Regions from separate parts of the Zea mays genome. Here all the other regions are linked to region 1. The links are chromatin contacts, called in public Hi-C maps. All regions are on one chromosome and are shown on one strand. The core of a region is the stretch at or near the end of the contact, and the rest is flanking DNA. Distances in the headings are between cores, read along the strand shown.

Region 1 (2,598 bases), core at 44-2,543:
GTGGAGCCTGAAGGCTGTCAGCTGGACTCCCAAAATAAGAAAGTGCTCCATCAGACACAGAATGATGGTGACTGAGGTACTGATCACTGCCAAATGCATTTCTGCTTCCTTTGCTATGGGATGACAATGATGAAACATAAGGTGGGTGATCATGAGGAGCATCATGAACTCTGTGGGGCAATCCATCTGATGAATAACGACAGTCCCATCTCCTTGATGTTGGGGGAGAGAAGCTCGAGTTTATGCGCCAACGAGGCTCAGTAGGATCCATAGAACGATCTCTGCTTGCAGGGTCAGACTTCGTCCCATGTGGCCTAGCGGCCACGCAGCAAAGAGCACCCGTCTTGACTAATTTTGGCAATCACGTGAAGAGACTATTTGCTTATTATGTTTGAGAAGCTTGATTGCAGCAAAGGGGGATTATACACCGAGTGAAGAAAAGGAATAGGGTCACCTGTCCACATAGAAGCATGTCAGTGTTGACAAGAAGATAAGCACGAGAAAATATCATCTGAAGGAAAGACTCCTTTTCAAGGGGGGAGGGGCAATGAACATGCTCATAACTGTTGAACAACTCCATTCACAGCTAGGCCACACCAAACCCCACCCAAAACGCAAATAAAACATATTTATATTATGGATCAAGTGAACTATTAATGCACCATAGAGCTTCTATATACATCATTAAATAAAGCTTCATTTTTTTGGTAATATTGCATTGCCACCACAAGGCCACAACAAATTTGCGTGGGTTAATCTCATCAAATGACACCAACCTAGTTTTATAGGTGGATAAAAGGGAAAGAAATCTACTTCATAATTTTTTCTTCTTCTTGTTCTATTTGCACCAAAATATATCCAGCCCTCTGCGGTCAGTCGGTCAGTGATGCCCCTATCCAACAAGAAATCCACCAGACTAAGAGCTAGTACTTCAGCTCCCAGTCCAATAAACCACCGATCAAATCCACCTAATAACTCGCCCAGTAGAGGGCATGGGTGTGGCGGTGTGCAAATGCAAACCAGATAAATTTTGCAAGAACTCGAAGCTAGTAGATATCTTGTACGTATATACCCGTGGCCAGATCCGAATAAAAAAAAGTTTAAGCTAGGGTTTGAGATGTTCGGTTGCGCAGAGCAGGATGGGAAGGGTCGGGCATACCTGGTAGGTGCTCGTCGCCGGCGAAGACCTGGCGAAGGACGATAGCACTAGCCCAGTCGTCACCACGAGGAAAGAAAGGGGGATGGGGGAAAGAAAAGCGATAGAGAAAGGTGAACGGGAGAAAGGGAAAAAGGAGAGCAGAGTGAACGCAACGGAACGATACATATTCTACCGCAAACGGGCAGAGGGACGTCGAACGCCCGCGAGGCATCGATCAGGCATCCAGCTCGCTTAGCCCGTCAGAGACGAAGCCCAACACACAGCCCACTTCGCAGCCGCTCGCAGCCTGTACCGTCGCGGCAGTGCGCGGCTCCGCGGGTCTCCTACTCTCCTCCGGTCCTCTCCTCCCCACTCCCCAGTCCGGCAGTCCCCATCCCTCGCCTCGTCCCCCGCATCCTACCGCGTGACCATGCACGACACCAGGAGCTCGGTAGATCACATAGCCGGCGCCCCGTCGGCCGCTTCCAATCTCTCTGTAGAGCGAAGCCTACCGTAACGGTGGATATGCAGATCCTCCTACGATGCATGAATCTTTAGGATCGGCAGAGTTGGCTCCGGTCTGTCTCGCTTGCGATGGTGGTGTCGAACGGTGGCCTCCTGCGTTTGCATGAGGAGAAGCTCCACTCATGGCGTTTATCAGCCCATCCAGGTTTGGATCGTCTTTCTGGATCTAATTACATTCCATTCGACTACTCCCTCTCATGAGAACATCCATCATGACACTACTGACCCATGCTAAACACGATCAAGGTACTCATGAACGGGTACAAGGGCCGATGATTGGAGCAAGAATATATCGATTACAACATGAGATGAATCTTCTCCTTAATGATTGTAAGCATGTCTTTACTACGAATCATCTACTACCTAATGGGGATGTACTACTTGTTCTCAGGTTTGAACTTTGAAGCATAAGCTAATCGAAAGGAGTAATCTGGAGATGACGTGCTGACGTGCAGATTCTGACTACCAAGTTAATGATGAAAACTGTACTGCTCTCAAAGGTTCCCACAACAGTAAAACTAAAAAAATTCGAAGCCTTAAAGCTTATGTCCGACAACAAATGTTCATCGGTTCTAAAATGTCAGATATAAGAGTATTTCTGACAGCCACCGTCGAACATAAATTATTTTCGATGGCCTCTAAGAGCCGATCGATTAAATCGGGTAACGATCGTAACGCGTCCAGAGAACTCCACATGTGGGTCGTCGAACTTAAGTTGTCAGTATGTTCGACGGTTGTCCGTGGACCGTCAGACTTTATACACTTATGTCCGACAGCCACTGCTAGACCGTCGGACATACTAATGAATTATGTGAGGTCAAATTCTTCGAGTTTTTTTTGTTTTATTACCACAACACATATTTTCACAGCCACAAATATCCAGATTCCACAACCACATACATCCAAAAACACATACATTTACAAACACATTCCAC
Region 2 (2,598 bases), core at 73-2,572, 240 kb after region 1:
TCGCCGGGGGAAGGACGTCGCCGGAGTTCATCGCCGGCAGAGAGAAGTACTGGCTCGAGTAGTAGGACGTCGGGGGCGGCGGCGGCTGGTACTGCATGTGCAGCAGCGCGTGCTCCTCCATCTTGACCGGGAGGTGGCTGTGGCTCGTGCCCGGCGCGCCGGAGGTGGACGCGGGGCCGTTGAAGTCGATCACCTCGTCGACGTCGGCGCCGATGAGGGCCGGCAGCTCGGCGGAGTCGAGGAGCTCGCTGAGGAAGCCCAGCGAGCCGACGCGCTCGAGCTCGCCCGCGCCGGCCGCCGCCATTATTGGCTCGGTCCTCGCCGCCAGCTCCTTGTTGAACACCTTGCACACGGCCCACTCGTCCTGCACGCAACAAACAAACAAACGAAGGCAGCAAGAAAAGAAGAGGATTTAGGCCACCGGCGGACGAAAAAGGGGGGGGGGGGGGGGGGGGGGGGGGGGGGGAGAAAAAGATTTCCAGGGCCGAACGAGCAATTAAACGAGGCGAGAACAGGGGGGGAGGGCCGGACCTTGGCGGAGCGCGGGAGCCGCTCGGGAAGCTTGCCCTCGAGGCGGAACTCGTGCATGACCCAGCCGGTCTTCTCCCCGCGCGGCGCGCGGCCGCGGTAGAAGACGAGCGTCTTCTTCATGCCCACGAGGACGCCGCGGCCCCTGAAGATCTCCTTGTCCTTGCCGGTGGCCTTCCAGTAGCCGGTCTCCGTGGCGCGGTTGGTCCGCGTGCCCGTCGGGTACTTGCGATCCTTGTGGCAGAAGAAGTACCACTCCTTCTCCCCCATCTTGGCCCTGCCTGGAGAAATCCAACGCAAAGTTCCGTCCTTTTTTTGGTTAGGGCATGGTTTCCAGCCGAGAAGTACTACTAGTAGAAGCACAAGGGGAAAAAAGGTGCAGGTTTAGAGCTATGAGGCGTCGATGCAGTAGCAGCAAGTACTAACCTGGCAGGTCCCATGGCTCGCACTTGTTGAGGTCGACCTCGCCGATGACACCGGAGACGAAGCGGTGGTTGAGGGCCTTATGGGCGAGGTAGTGCGAGATGATCTCCTCGTCGGTGGGGTGGAAGCGGAACCCCGGCGGCAGGTCCAGCTGCCCGGCACCCGCATCCTCCACCTCCGCCTGGTTTATCACCGACACCTCAGACATCTCCGCCGCACCGAAAACCAGCAGCTGGCCTCCTTTCCTCCTTCCACACCAAGCCTCCACGATCGGAAGCGGAAATGGCTGCTGCCTCAGGCAGGAAGATAGAGAGAGAGAGAGGGAAGGAGAGGCGTGTGTGAAAGGGATAGAAGGCAAGGGGCTTTGGACTGGAGGAGCGGAGGGCCTGGAGCGGCTTTATATAGGATTGGCGGCCGGTGTGACGGGCCGGGAGCGGAGAGCCGTGGGGAGGCGGCTTGTAGGCGACGGACCCCGTCCGGCGGGGGGCGCCGGGCAGGTTCACTTCTTACCGCCAGGACCAGGAGCTGTGAGTGACTGGCTCCGTAAGCAACTCCAAATTACCTGTCCTAATCCTGATGGCCTGCGGCGGAATATTCACTCGCCCGTTCACAGCTCACACGCGGCAACTATGCGGTCGAGATCTGAAAACCAGAGCTCTGCTTTAAAATATCATCGCAATCTTTAAATACTTCTCTCACCTTTGAAAACGAGTGGGGGAAGCAACTGGGCAGAAGATATTCTCTCTCTCATCCCAGCTCCTTTCCAGAAAATAGTGAGAAATCCAGATTACCATGGGTCCATTGCAGGCGCTACTACCCGTGCCAAATCGCGATCCGTGGCTGTGGTGCTCGCTTCCGTTCGTCCTCTCGTCGCCTCTTTTGGGACACTCTTTGTTCGTTGTCAGCTTGACGCGCGTAACGTCACCCAACGGACCGGTGTGCGGACGCAGCTATAGGTGTACATTTGGGCCGGGCCTGATGGGCCGGCCCGAAGCACGGAAAAAAAAGCACGGCCCAGGCACGGCACGGCCCGAAATAATTTAGTGCCGGGCCGGCACGGCCCGTTATATCGGGCCGGGTTTGGGCCGAGGTCACGGCCCATGGGCGGGCACGAGCACGGCCCGTTTAAGGCAGGCACGAAAAGGCCCATATAGAAGCACGAAAAGACCCATATATTTATTAAAACCACACTTTATTTCGCACTTTCATATACTTGATAAAGAACACAAAGCTAGAGATAATGCTAGTTAGATGTTTTTTTGTATCTTTGAATTAGATTGTGCGATGTAATTTTACTTTTGTTATGAACATTAGACAATAAACTGAACTTACGAACTTTGTATACAGCTGATTATACTCTTTTTCCTTCTAACAAAATGCGAGGTAGTCATTGCATAGCTGTGGTAACTTTAATACAAATATTAAGTTTGATTTTATACAAATTTATTTGTCTTATCTTTTATTTGGTTTATTATTTTTTTGAATTTAGGGCTCTAATATGAATTTTGGGCCAAAAACTGAATTTCGGGCCAAAAATTGAATTTCGGGCCCTAATGTGAATTTCGGGCTTTTATAATTTCGGGCCGCCCGAAATAAGCCCGACACGTTTAAGCAATTACGGGCCGGGCCGTGGGCCGAGGGCTAGGC
Region 3 (2,598 bases), core at 53-2,552, 170 kb after region 1:
ACCGCGAGGGTGGTGTTACCCTCCCCGCCAGCCGAGTTTTTTTTACAAACTAAACAGAGTCCAAAACTGAAGTTGAGTCGTCAACAAGCTCTACCCGAATTCACAACTTTCTGACTCCATACATTTTAGATCTGAGAGGGTGACTATAATTATGTACTAGTGTTCAATAAAGGTCATTTTGGATATGTTGCATGTTATTGAGGACATACCAATAATCATACGAACAGAAGAAACATGGACATGATCTTACAGTTGCGTTTGTACAGCTGAAGCTGCAGAGTCGTCCCTGTGCTCCTCTGTAGAATCTGAAGAAGGGTAGCACATGGACACGAAGGCTGTAGCACATAGACTTGTGCTCCTCGTAGTTCACTTGCAAGAACAGCACATCAGGGTTCCGCTCCGCAAATTGGCAAATCTGCACGAAATAGATTCCTAAGGAAACCCAGTCTTCAAAAGTTCTCGGATATATGAAGAATATCATGCAACGTGCATACGGTATACTTTTCCCCTCACCTTCGGGTGAAGAGCACGGCAGCCGCCGCAGCCAGGGGAGAAGAAGTCGACGACGACGAGCCTCTCGCCGGCGTTGGTTAAGGAATCTACAAGGTCTTGGGCGGACTCGATCTCACGCATGTTGGGCTGCAACCCCTTCTCCCACCACCTCATTGATTTCCCAATCGCAAGGTTCATGTTCATCTGATGAGGAACCGAACAAACAAAAAGGTAGATCTATTATTAGTGTTCCCAAGTCCTCGTCGTTCCAGTTTCTTTTTTATTTTTAGATGAAAATCCAGTTTCTTTTTTATTTCTAGAATTAAAAGCTCGGGATATCAAAGAAAACTCCCTCGGGGTGGTCAAACGAACTAGAAAACTAAAAATGGTTTTCGGAAGGGATGAAAACTAAATTGATCGCAAAAACATGGAAGAAAAAAAATTAAGATACACGTGAACTACGAGAAAGAAGTCTCGCAGGGAACGCATGATAACTAGCACTCCTGAATCCATATTCACCTGCACCGGCGAGGCGGAGAAACTCCGGGACGCGGGCCTGGATCTCCTCGTCCCCAAGGCTAGCCTCACGCCAGGAAACGCGTTCTTCCTCCAGGAGCCCCCGATCCGCACCGCCGACGGCGTCATCTGCGCCGCCACGGCATCCCTCCGCCTGCCCAAGAGGCCCGGCACCGCTCGATTGCCGCACGGCGACACCACGCTCCCCTTCGCGACCACCTGCGCCGCCGCCATCGCCAAATCGCGCTCGAAGATGGTATGAAGAGCTCGCCAGGAGACACAAGAGGGATCACGGCGCCAGAGAGAAGAAGAGGAATGGAAGATTGCGGAAGCGGCGAAGAAAAGTAGCTCCTTTTAAAAAAGGAGGCCCACACGGATAAGGTAAACCGGATTACCGGAGTGAAAAATCGCCGCGTCTTTTTTCCCCGCTAATTATCTCTCCAAGAACTACTGAAGGTCGTCCGATGCACCTCACAGTCTTCCTTTGCTCGCCACGTGGGCTTCAAACTCTTCAATTTTCTCCCCTGCTGGCTGTAAGAAATTCTGGAATGGATATATTCTGGATAAGAATAAGAAACGGTTGTGGGGCTCACATGTCACGCAGGCGTGGGGATCGGGAGGCGCGCGTGGTGCGCTCAGCCGCGAGGACTCGTGGCAGAAGTGTAATCTTTTGGTCAAGGATGCGGAGGTGCGGCATCCCACTCGGAGTCCGAGGAAGTGACACAATGCAACGACTTGCCACGGCATACACTTGATACACATAACGAATAAATTTAAAATTAAAGTAAACATTAACAGTTAACACTCATGTTTGATATCTATAGAATTAAATTTAGTATTAAATTAAACATAGTCTATAATAAACTGATAAGAATAAATATTACGCTTTATTTTAGTCAAAAAAACGGAAAAAATATGAGTTGAAAAAGATATTGTATTGATCTCTTTTTTATAGCTCGCTCAATAGCTCGTCCTCTTTTAGCCCTTTTAGCAAAGGAGCAGATCTTATGTGGAACTATTATGTTGTATATGACTTTCTATCATATTGGGTTTGAGTGGTTTCTCATGCTTCATCTATGCGTAGACCAGAAACAGGGAGAGTAACATATCTATGCACTTCACATGTGAGGTATGATGCATAAAACTCGTGCTTTGAAAGAGTAAAGATTTACAATTTTGTGTTCCAGTTTCTAAGATCCCATAAGTCAAATTTGTGTATTCATCTACTAGTCTTATGTTATGGAAGTCATTTCATCCGATAATGGATGGTAAATAGGCTCTAGATTTTATACTATAAAATCTAAGTATTGAATCGGATTAGGATGGGGCTCTATTTTTAACTAAAATTAATTAAATGTCCTAACTTATTGTAAATAAATATTTGGATCATGACCCATTACCAACCCTACATTCCTCGCACTTTTTATTTAGTTTAAGTTGTTAGCTTGTTTTAATATCTTAAAAATCATAAAACTCTTGTTAAGATTTGTTCTTAGTGCTCGTAAGATCAACTAATATCCTATTGTCACAACTGTGCAGTGCTACGTTTTTATATATCATGTGGTTAGGCTTTTATTTACGCTTTTTTAG

What was found. Hi-C and Micro-C count contacts between places; a contact is called where the count stands out from the background.
Region 2: a Hi-C map of leaf shows a contact between it and region 1, with 10 times the contacts expected there. The contact joins the promoter of LOC100281341 here to the promoter of LOC100275703 in region 1. A contact is called at or near these places in 4 of 25 Hi-C or Micro-C datasets (ear, leaf and tassel).
Region 3: a contact with region 1 is called in a Hi-C map of ear, with 4 times the contacts expected there. The contact joins the promoter of LOC100193986 here to the promoter of LOC100275703 in region 1. A contact is called at or near these places in 3 of 25 Hi-C or Micro-C datasets (ear, leaf and tassel).

What each region holds. Positions count from the first base shown.
Region 1 is chr9:138,998,950-139,001,547 of Zm-B73-REFERENCE-NAM-5.0, reverse strand. LOC100275703 (putative RING zinc finger domain superfamily protein) reads right to left here and starts at 1,293. Exons shown (of 4, transcript NM_001149728.1): 1 at 1,160-1,293; 2 at 1-454. The coding sequence starts at 271. It overlaps LOC109942206 (a long non-coding RNA gene), which reads left to right and starts at 1,354. Exons shown (of 2, transcript XR_002264828.3): 1 at 1,354-1,808; 2 at 1,910-2,103.
Region 2 is chr9:138,759,251-138,761,848 of Zm-B73-REFERENCE-NAM-5.0, reverse strand. It overlaps LOC100281341, which reads right to left and starts at 1,322. Exons shown (of 3, transcript NM_001154259.2): 1 at 955-1,322; 2 at 532-809; 3 at 1-364. The coding sequence starts at 1,159.
Region 3 is chr9:138,830,005-138,832,602 of Zm-B73-REFERENCE-NAM-5.0, reverse strand. LOC100193986 (putative thioredoxin superfamily protein) reads right to left here and starts at 1,302. Exons shown (of 4, transcript NM_001139052.1): 1 at 1,012-1,302; 2 at 514-696; 3 at 251-415. The coding sequence starts at 1,242.